2 separate regions of the Ovis aries genome follow, and region 1 is linked to region 2. The links are chromatin contacts, called in public Hi-C maps. All regions are on one chromosome and are shown on one strand. Each heading gives the region's core, a stretch centred on a gene start, on an enhancer-like site or on the middle of the called end of the contact. The rest is flanking DNA. Distances are from core to core; before and after follow the strand shown.

Evidence for each region. Hi-C and Micro-C count contacts between places; a contact is called where the count stands out from the background.
Region 1: a contact with region 2 is called in a Hi-C map of hypothalamus, with 2.7 times the contacts expected there. The contact joins two enhancer-like sites. A contact is called at or near these places in 12 of 16 Hi-C or Micro-C datasets (blood, hypothalamus, liver and 6 more).

What each region holds. Positions count from the first base shown.
Region 1 is chr1:29,216,458-29,221,456 of ARS-UI_Ramb_v3.0, reverse strand. The region is part of intron 1 of TTC22 (tetratricopeptide repeat domain 22); the gene reads left to right. It overlaps LOC121819396 (a long non-coding RNA gene), which reads right to left. Exons shown (of 3, transcript XR_009596688.1): 3 at 1,538-1,852. Among named protein-coding and RNA genes, the nearest start is that of TTC22, 11 kb to the left of the region's middle. Within about 2 kb of position 1,821, at least 6 of the 54 cell types and tissues checked have an H3K27ac peak or open chromatin away from gene starts, as enhancers often do.
Region 2 is chr1:29,121,497-29,126,334 of ARS-UI_Ramb_v3.0, reverse strand. It overlaps MROH7 (maestro heat like repeat family member 7), which reads right to left. Exons shown (of 24, transcript XM_027970584.3): 5 at 4,427-4,510; 6 at 3,449-3,528; 7 at 3,015-3,144; 8 at 872-967; 9 at 270-374; 10 at 1-57. Among named protein-coding and RNA genes, the nearest start is that of TTC4, 32 kb to the left of the region's middle. Within about 2 kb of position 2,009, at least 4 of the 54 cell types and tissues checked have an H3K27ac peak or open chromatin away from gene starts, as enhancers often do.

The DNA of each region.
Region 1 (4,999 bases), core at 572-3,071, 95 kb before region 2:
GCTGGGAGCCAGGGGTCAGGATTTGGGTTCCTGGCTTAGCCCTGCCTGAGTGGCTGTGCGAGGTAGGAAAGTCCTCCTCCGTCACTGGACTGAAGTGGTGGCCGGGCTGATTTCGGGGACAGGAAGGGCTTTGAGAGCAAAAGGTGGGGGAAGCAACAAGCCTCCTGGCAGAAGAAAACACATAAACACACAGAGGGAGAGGAAACCACAGCTTGGGGAGCGTCAGGAATGGTGCTTTGAGGACTTCAGAGTTGATCTCCAACTTTTGAGGTCATAGGCAGGGTTTCTCCTCCCACGGTGCTTGCAAACACACATGCACAGGCACACGCGCGCGTGCACACACACACACACGTATACATACATTCATGGCTCCACAAATCTGAGTGATTTGACTTGGTTCCACTAGAAAAGGAGCTGGATGACTCACACTAGACAATGAGCTAGAGACTGTGCACGCCTGTGCTTTTCACAGATTATCTCACTTGAACCTCCTAGAAATGCTGGGGCATCAGAACTGGTATTAACCCCATTCTACAGATGAGCAAACCGAGGCTCCAGGATGTGTAGCGACTTGCTCAAGGGCACACAGTCATAAGTGGCTGGCTGGAAATGGACTCAGGTCTCTCCGACATGAAGCCCTGGCTGAGGGACAGTTTTCCCGAGGCTCTGGTCCCAGCCTTCTGATGGCCTCGGTGCCGTAACAGCACCTTCTGACTTTGCTGCTGGCTTCATTCCCTCTATTTCTGGCAATCTGGAGAACTGGTTCTCCCCTCTTCATTGATACAGGACCCCAGAGCCAAAGCTGCCTTTAGCATCTTCTGACCTAATTGCCTTTTTTACAGGAGGAAAGACAGAGTATGTTAAGGGCGCACACAGCCCAGACCCATGGGAGGAGCTGAGAAAATGCAGGCATCACTGTTATTATCACAGAGGGCAGGAGACTTCGTCAGATCCACCCAGTGCCAGAGTTGGGTTTGGACCCGGGACTAGAAAAGGGGCTCTAGAAAAGCCCTTCTCTAGAAGAGGGGCTCTGGACTAGAGAAATGGCTCTGGGTCTAGGACAAAGAAAGGGGGTGACGATGGGGAGCTGCCGGCCATCTGCTCTGATCTTAAAACCCATGAAGACCATGGCAGGGAACCCAGTCAGGGCTGAACAGGTAACTCACCTCCGTGGCTCAGCACCCATCCCCCAGCCCCCTCTGCCCAGTCACGCTGGACCACTTTCACCCACACACTTGTGAGAGGCAAGACCAGTGGGTCATGCCCGCTTGTAGATGTGGAAACTGAGGCCCAGGCTGGGCCAGTGGGCTTTCCAGGAACCCTGGGGGAGGCAGAGGCAGTGGGGGGTGACTCCCATCCCATCAGTGTTTACCCCCACTGAGGCAGGAGCTGGGTGAGTAGGAACCTCACCTGCCCTGCCTTTCTGGAGCAGGCCCCTGTAGGAGCCAGGTGGGGTGGGGTGGGGCTCCACGTGCAGAGCCCAGAGGCTTGCTCTGTGTCATCACTGAGGACATTCCAGTTGAGCAGGAAGAGCTTATTTCTGAGGCCTTCCACCTGGTAACTTTTATTTCTGCATTATCAGCCTCCACAGGGTCGGTGTGATGAGGTGGAAAGAACAGGGGCGCTGGAGGGAGGCAGATCTGAACTTGAATCCTGGTCCTTTCCCCCTGGTCTGTGGGGCTGGCTGGGCAGCTCTTCTCTTGGTCTCTCTCCTCACCAGTAAAAGGAGGAGGATGTGTCCCACCTTCTCAGTCTGCTGTGCAGGCTCAGGGCCACAGTGCACAGAAGTGCCAGTGGACAGTCGACGGTCGAGAAATATTCATTCTCCTTCCTCCTCCTCATTGCCCCTCCCCTGAAAGAGAATTAGTCAGCTCTCAGGAACTGACACTGAAACACAGATTACAAAGTCCTCAGGGGCAAAGTTTGAACTGCAAGGCAGGCATTTTCCTTCAGAATCAACGGGGTCACAAAGAACTGAGCACACACGCACACACACAGAGCCTGTGCAGACACATGTAGGTTAATAAGCCACTGGTATATCAAGAGAGCTTCTGCTGAAATCCCCTAAAATAGCTAAAGTGAAAGTCGCTCAGTAGTGTCCGACTCTGCAACCCCATGGATTATACAGTCCATGGAATTCTCCAGGCCAGAATACTGAAGTGGGTAGCCTTTCCCTTTTCCAGGGGATTTTCCCAACCCAGGGATCGAACCCAGGGTTGGGAAAATCCCGCATTGCAGGTGGATTCTTTACCAGCTGAGCCCAACATTTCCTTCTTTGGGGGTCACCTTTTGAAGTAAATGAACTAGCCATCTGAGACCCATCCTTATATCTGCCAAGTTAGCACACACCTGCTCTGTAGGGGCTCATCCTAACCCTGATATTCACTATAGGTTCTGCCAGATCACCCACCTTTGTCGATTACCCACCCAGCTGTGGCAGTGTGGATCTTCAGGCTTCCCTGCAGATCACAACTGCTGATCCTTTGCTCTGTTAAAAAGAGATGCACTGGCCTGCCATTTTCACTCGGCTCTCCACAGTGCGAGAGGCCCGTGTAGTGTTTCCATCAAGTTCCCAGGGGATGCTGATGCTACTGTCATGAGACTCCACTTTGAGAACCACTCATCTGGGGTAGTTAGGTGCGGGGACCTAAGCTGCTGGGTTCCCAGCTCTGCTACCATCTAGCAGGGCCACTTAGGGCCACAGGTGCCTCTTCTGTAAAATCGGGATAACTGTAGTCCTTACCTTCTTGATAACCCATGTAAATTATGTGCCTCATTTATAGTAAGCACTTATAGTAAGTGCTCAATAAAATGCACTTTTATTCATATAGCAAAAACCCCAGCATTTCCAGGTTTCAGTCCAGGCTGTCACACTAGTCGTGTGTCTTTGAGGACATCATCTCACCTCAGTGTTCCCACCCAACGGGGTGATGATGACCCACTTAACATTCCACACAGGGCTTTCTGAGGATCACGTGGCTTCTGCAATGAGTGCACTTTGTAAATGGTAAGCACCGCACAGAGTTGCAGCGAGGTGTTGGGGGTAACAACATGAATTTGAACAGGGAGACTTGGCATGAAATACCGGAAGAATCCGCCTCTGTGAGCCCATCTCTAAAGTGAGGGAAATATTGGTGAGGGCCTCAGAGGAGCTGGGAAATGTCCTGAGAACCCTTGCCTGTGCCTCACTCTCACCCTCAGTTAGTACCAGGATCTGCCCAGCTACTGAAGGGCAGTGCTGGAGCCTGGGCCCTGCTGCGTCCCCTCCCACAGATCTGCCACGGAGCAGCCACCAAACTTGAGCCCGTCCAGCTTGAAGCCTGGGCAGACTCTCCCACTGGCCAAAACCCCCTCATAGACCCTGGAGCCCCCAGCTCATGGGGTCCTGATGAGGATGAACAACAGAAAGGGTGGGGTGTCCTGCCCCAGCTCACCCTGGGCGGCCCTCAGTCAACATTCTTCTCCTGGCAGAGGTCCTGTCAGCCCCCTCCCAGGGGGCTGCCTCCAAATATATTGCCTCTGGGAGCCATCAACTCTGGAAGTGAATTCCTTGCAGCCATCAGAGGTTTCACAGCAACTTCATTCTCCAGGAGAGAGGAAGAACACCCCCTCCCTTCTTCAGGAGGGGAGGGGGCAGTCAGAGGCCTGTTTAATTTAATTTAACGCACCATGGCTTGCCAGGTTGCCCCTGGTAACAGCTTCAACTGCTGCTTCAGTTACAACCAGAAGGATTTTTAAAGAGACAGCTTATTTTAGGACCAGAATTGCACAGCAGAGTGAATGGTCTCTCTCTCTACTAGGGATGGAGGGTTGGAACCCAAGCATAGGGAAGGCTCAAGCCAGGCCTGTTTATACCATTAACTCCACTTCTAATTTGCAACGCTATAAGCCCTCCTGCAAATGGTACCTTGAGTGGGATCTGAGGAGGGGCTCCATTTGAAATTTATCAGAGAGATGTCACTCAGCTAGCTACTTCTCTGAAAATCACAGTTTTAGTCTTCAAGTAGAAGGGAAGAGGGAAATGGCAACCCACTCCAGTGTTCTTGCCTGGAGAATCCCAGGGACGGGGGAGCCTAGTGGGTTGCCGTCTATGGGGTCGCACAGTGTCGGACATGACTGAAGCGACTTAGCAGCAGCAGCAGAAGGGAAGAATTTTCAGGAGTTGCCCCGGCAATTCAGGCACTCTGCCACTAGATGGTAGTATTGCTTACTTAGTGCAAACGATAACCAGGCTTAACTTATTCAAGACTATCAGAATAGTGGTGAAACCACTGGGTTTCAAGTCTTGATAGTAACCAGTGTGTCACCCTGAGCAAGCTGCTTCACCTTTGTGGTCTCAGTGGTCTCAGGGATATAATAACGGGATTGATTAAAACAGCCGAGTGCTGTTGACAAGCATTGGGGCTAGAACTATGAAGGCATGAGTTTATGTCCCAACTCTGTCATGTACTGTGTGATTGGACACATCACTTAATTTCTTGTATCTTGAATACCAAACAAGAGGGTGGCTATGACCCAGGCAGAGCCTGAGAATAGCACATTGCTCTTCAACCTTGGGAACCTGTGGACCCTACGGGGCATCTGAAGCCCTAGGAGCACAGTGGTGGTGGTGGAAGGCTGTTAGAAAGTGGGGTAAGGCAGGATGACTCAGTGTGCCAGAGCCTGAGACCTCGACGCCCCAACTAGAACTGAAACAGGGCAAAGCAGCCTCCCAGACACTCCTAACCCTGCACGTCTCTAACCCAAACCAGGAGAAAGGGGGCAGATATTGATGGATATTTGTGGAAGACTGGGCCCTGCCTCACAGTGCCCTTTTGCAGATAAGGATATAGCCTCTAAGGGGTAACACATCCACCCAGGGCCACCCTCCTCTTGTGGCCAGGCCTGTTAGCCACTGAGCCTCTGCTCTGGGCACTGCAGCCCTCTCCTTGTCTAGTACAACGGCTGTCTCTATGGTCATGTTTCCTTGTCAGGAGCCTGAAAAGGGGAGCAGGTTCTG
Region 2 (4,838 bases), core at 760-3,259:
GATGCGAATGATGAGCCTCCCCAGAAGAAGCCCCAGTGCCGGGAATCCCGAGGACATCTGTTTGTGTCATGATCTTAGGGACTGAGACTTATAGGTTCAATAATGCTATACAGTAAATGGTGAACAGAGCTAGATGGCCTGGCCCGGAGAGCTGAATCCTCTGAGGAGTGAGGCCCACCTAGGAATCTCGGGGCGGATGCATGGGCTCCCTCAGAGCTGAGAACATTCTCCCTAGCAGTCCTCCCCTCCTCCCTCCCAGAGCCACTCACAAGGAAAGGCGGGGTCAGAAGCGCGTGGTTCAACACAGAGACACTGATTTTCACAGCCCGTGCTCTCTCATGGGCCTTCCCAGAGTTCATCCAGGGCCCCAGGGGCTGTGGGGAAAAGGGTACAACTCAGAGCTACGAGCCGGATGCTAGCCTCTGCCCCCTGGATGGGCAGAACAGCCTTCACCAATTATCAGGAAGCTTCTGAGGGAGAGCATCAAAGCAACCCACCGCAGCCCTCCTCCTCTTCTTAGAGCATAGGGACTCATGGGGTCCAGAAGCTGAGGACAGAATGGAAGACCAGAGGAGGGCAAAGGTCAATGGGAGAGAGACGAAAGGTGGAGAGTCTTGAAGATAGGCGAGAGGCATAAGGACAAGAATTTAGAAAGCAAGGATATGGGAGCAGTTATCACAGGAGTCGCAGGAGTACGGGGGAGAGGGAGAAGGAGTTTGGGACACGACCTGTGAGGCGGGCAGGGAAGCAGAAATCTGGCACAAGATTACATCCTGAAGTCAAATCACTCTTTCTGGGTCCAGACCCCCAGCCCCAGTTCTCCTGATCAATTCCCCATCCTCCTCCACCCTTCTCCTCCCTGCCTCCATACCTCCAAGATGCTCTTCAGCCCAGCAGGAGTGGGGTCCTCAACAAAGAGGGCATTGAGAAGTGTCTGCAGGGCATTCAAGGTCTGACAGTAAAGTATCTGTGAACACGGAGAGGACCAAGTCACTAGGGAGCCTCTGGGGCAGACCCCAACCCCAGGCAACCCCTGATGCGGGTCAGGGGAGGAAGGGGTACTCAAGCCCAGGAGTGCTGCTTTCTAGTCCCACCATGTGAGACTAACCTTGATGTGCGATATGGGGCAACTGGCTTGCCCTCCATGGGTTACAGGTTCTTTATGGAGAAACTGGTAATTATTATCCGTGAACTCCTTAGCTTACAAGGGCAAGAAGAATTACAGAGAATCTACCACGGGCTAGGGGATTGCCTCGTAATTGGCACAACTCTATCACTCTGTCCTCAAAGTGTTTTTCTCACTGTGCAAATGAGGAGATGTTCTTTAAAAACTATTTACTTATTTGACTGTGCCTGGTCTTAGCTGTGGCATGCGGGATCTTTAGTTCTTTAGTTGAAGCATGTGGGATCTAGTTCCCCTGCCAGGGATTGAACCCCAGCCCTCTGCACTGGGAACTCAGAGTCTTAGCCACCGGACCACCAGGGAAGTCCCAGGAAGAGACGCTTGTCCAAGGTCACGGAACCGAAGTTTCAATTCATGAGGAGCATAAGAAGACGGGTGGGAAAATGCTCAAGAACCGTGAGGGCTAGATCAATGGACAACCAGCCCTACTTGTGTTATTGTCTCCGAGGAAGTATTCTGATTCCTTTTAAAATCACCACTCCTAGATCCAAATAGATTTTCTAAGTTACCCCTTCCAGGAGTCAGCTCTCTCCTCCCCAGTTGTTTGTTCCTTCCCCAGTCACACCACAGTCCTGAAATTGCCTTAGGAGGGTGCAGGCATGACACCTACACAAGGCTAAGGGGTGTCTTTGAGGCCCTCTCTCCCTGCCTCTCTTCTTCCCATCATCTCCACATCTTCCTTCCAGGTCGTCTTCGTCCAGGCTTCCTGAGTCTGAGCACACCAGGCTTACACCACAACCACCAAGGAAGCCTTGTTCACCAACTCCCTCCTCCTACCTGCCCGTCTGCAGTCCATCACTGTGCAGCACTGACCTCTGCTGGCCTTTCCTGGTACTACAAGAAGGCTGCAGGCTCTCTTCCTACCCATCCCTGCCTCCCCTTTGGGTCTCCTCTCAAGTGCTCCACCTCCAAGACTCAGAGCCATCACGCTGCGGCTGGTCTGGCTCCAGCTGCTCTCACCTCAGCCTCTGGACTCCAGCCACTCTGCCTTCTTATCATCCTTGCAGTCATCACGTTCTCTCCGCCCTCAGGCTGCTGCACAGGCCGTTCCCTCGGCCTCTCGCTCTCCTTCGGCCACCCTCTTCAGCTAGTTAACTCTTCTAAACCTCTCGCCTCTAGCATCACGACCTCAGAACCCCAACACGGTCAGGTTCCCTCCGTTTCAGACTCTCAATAGTATCATGTACTTCTTGCTTGCACCGAGTACTGTTGTAATTCTGCATTTATTTGTATGATACTTTGATAATCTGCCCCTCAGCCCTACAGTATCTCAGCCCTGTACTTCTGGATCAGGTATCAGTTAAAACTTGCTGGATAAAAGGATGTAAGCCTGTGGCTCACTCAGAGCTGAAATATCTCTCCCTAACCTCCCCCACTGACCCCATTCCACATGCAGGGTCTCCTCTGATCACTCTTCCAGGGGCCATCCTGCAGGGGGTTGAAGGTGCTCATGAGAGCCCCTTGAGGTTCTACTTCCAGGCCTCAACACAAACTTGCCCAATCCTCAGGCCTTTTCTTCCTGATCCTGGCCACTTCCTGAGCCATGCCAACATCTGCCCACATCCTTCTCATGGGGCAGAGCCCAACGTGGGCAATGCTTCAGATGAGGGATCCTTTATTCCACAGACTCACTCATTCACCAAATATTTATCAAGTGCTTGCTCGGGCCAGGAGAGGGGAGGTGAATTGCCCAAGCCACTTAAGTAGGAGGTTGAAGATTCCAATCTACCTCTCATAATGCCCTTCCTCTCCTGCTGGGAGTCCAGGGACGTGCCTCCCTCTGAGGACACCAGTCAGCCCCAAGGCCCTGCTTGGGAGGGCCCTGCCTCACCTGTAAGGCATCTGCCTTGGCCTGGTCTTTCTCCTGCATGGCCTGCACGGTGGGCAGGGAGAACACACTCTTCACGCACGTGTTCACCAGCTCCGACCGTTCATGCAAACCCAGGACAGGCTGGGAATGACTGGGGAAGAGACAGAAAGTGAGGGCATGGAGTGAGGGGGCACCTGAGGCTGGAGGCTGGAAGTGAAAGGTGCAGGGCTGGGACAAGGGCTGAGATCCAGATCCACAGAAGGGCAAAATGAGGTGAGGAGGAGGAGGAGGGTGGTGGGGTACAAGTCAGATAGCCCCGGCAGGGCCTGGGCAAGGGGAAGGCGAAAGCCCTGGGACTAGGAAAGGGCCACGCACAGCAGAGAGGCCTCTGAAGATACAGGCAGAGCCTGAGGGTTGGGAAAGGGGCTGAGGGTTGGGAAAGGGGCCGAGGTCACCTCAGCCGGGTCAGGGTCTCCATGGCCTGCTGGCGGACGGAACTCGTGAGAGAATCCAGCGGCTCCTCCTGGATCCACTTCTGGATGGGGGACACGGAGGTGTCAATGAGGGGGCAGGCCACCACAGACCACCAATGCCGCAGCCACTCCTCAGGGAATGGGGCCACTCTTCAGCCTGGGCCGGCTCACTCCCTGCCTGGCCTCCAGTGGAGGGAGCCAGCTGACTGCTCTAACCCGGTCCAGAGGCCACAGTTCAAGGTCTGCAAAACGGGCCTGACACGCTGCACACATGCAGGGCTCAGCAAGAACTGTTTCAGCAACCCTGAGGTAGGAAAGTCTAAACCACGGAGCAGCCCCCAAACACTATACCTGACCCTTGAAAGTGGTCCAGTTGAGTTCCTTTAAAATGTCCTTCCAGTTAGTTTTCACTTTTGATCTAGCACCAACACCCAGTAGGTGCTCAGTTAATGTTAATTAAATGAAACTATCAGAGGCATGGGTTTTTTTTCTCTCTTTATAGCTAACTATTGATATAATTCTGGAAACTTCAGTGGCTGTCCCAGCCCAGACACTCCAGTGGATAACTGAGAAGTGACTGCATTTAGCAGAAAAAAAGAAAGTTCCTTCGGAAGTTCCCCTACCAGAGGAACTATGTGGGGAAATAACATAATGACTGCTCCCGGGGAGCTAAGATTTTACAGTGAAATAACCTTTGGGTTGTGTCCTCCACTGACACAGGTTTTTTATCAGTCACCTGTGAGATATTAAGAGTGAGACTTAGAGAAGGGAAGTGACTTGGCCAAGCTCCCTCAGGGTAGGTGGGGGGCAGTTCAGGGTGGAGCTGAGACCCAGGCCCAAGTATCTGTGCCTTGATGTCCTCTGCCCACCCCACCCCAACCCCACCTCATCAGTGGGTGGGCTCAGGACTTCTGCCCCCTCCCCACCCTGATGCCACAGACCCGCAAGCTGCTTGCGCACCATCATCTTCTTTATCAGGGTCTTCTTCTCTTCTTCCTTGTCCAGCACATTCTGGCTCTTCTGGAGGCTGAGGGCACTCCCGACCTCAGGGGCAGTAGAGGGCAAAACCACAGGGTGAGAGCCACATGGGGCCAGCCCTGGGGCTGCCCTTACACCCGTCTTTTCACCTGCCACCTGCAGTCAAGCTGCCTGTTCCTCCCCAGCTGCCAGCCCCCAGCATCAGCTCAAGAGAAGTGAGAAACCTCAAGGGAACTCGGGGTGAGGGGGCGGCGGTGGTGGTAAAGATATGAGAAGATGGTGGTGGCAGCAGGTTGAGGATAATCCCTGTAGGTCAGATTTGGGGGAAGACCAGATATCAGATTCAGATTGCAAAGCACCTGTCAACTAAGGGAGAAGAGGCAGGCACTGGTGG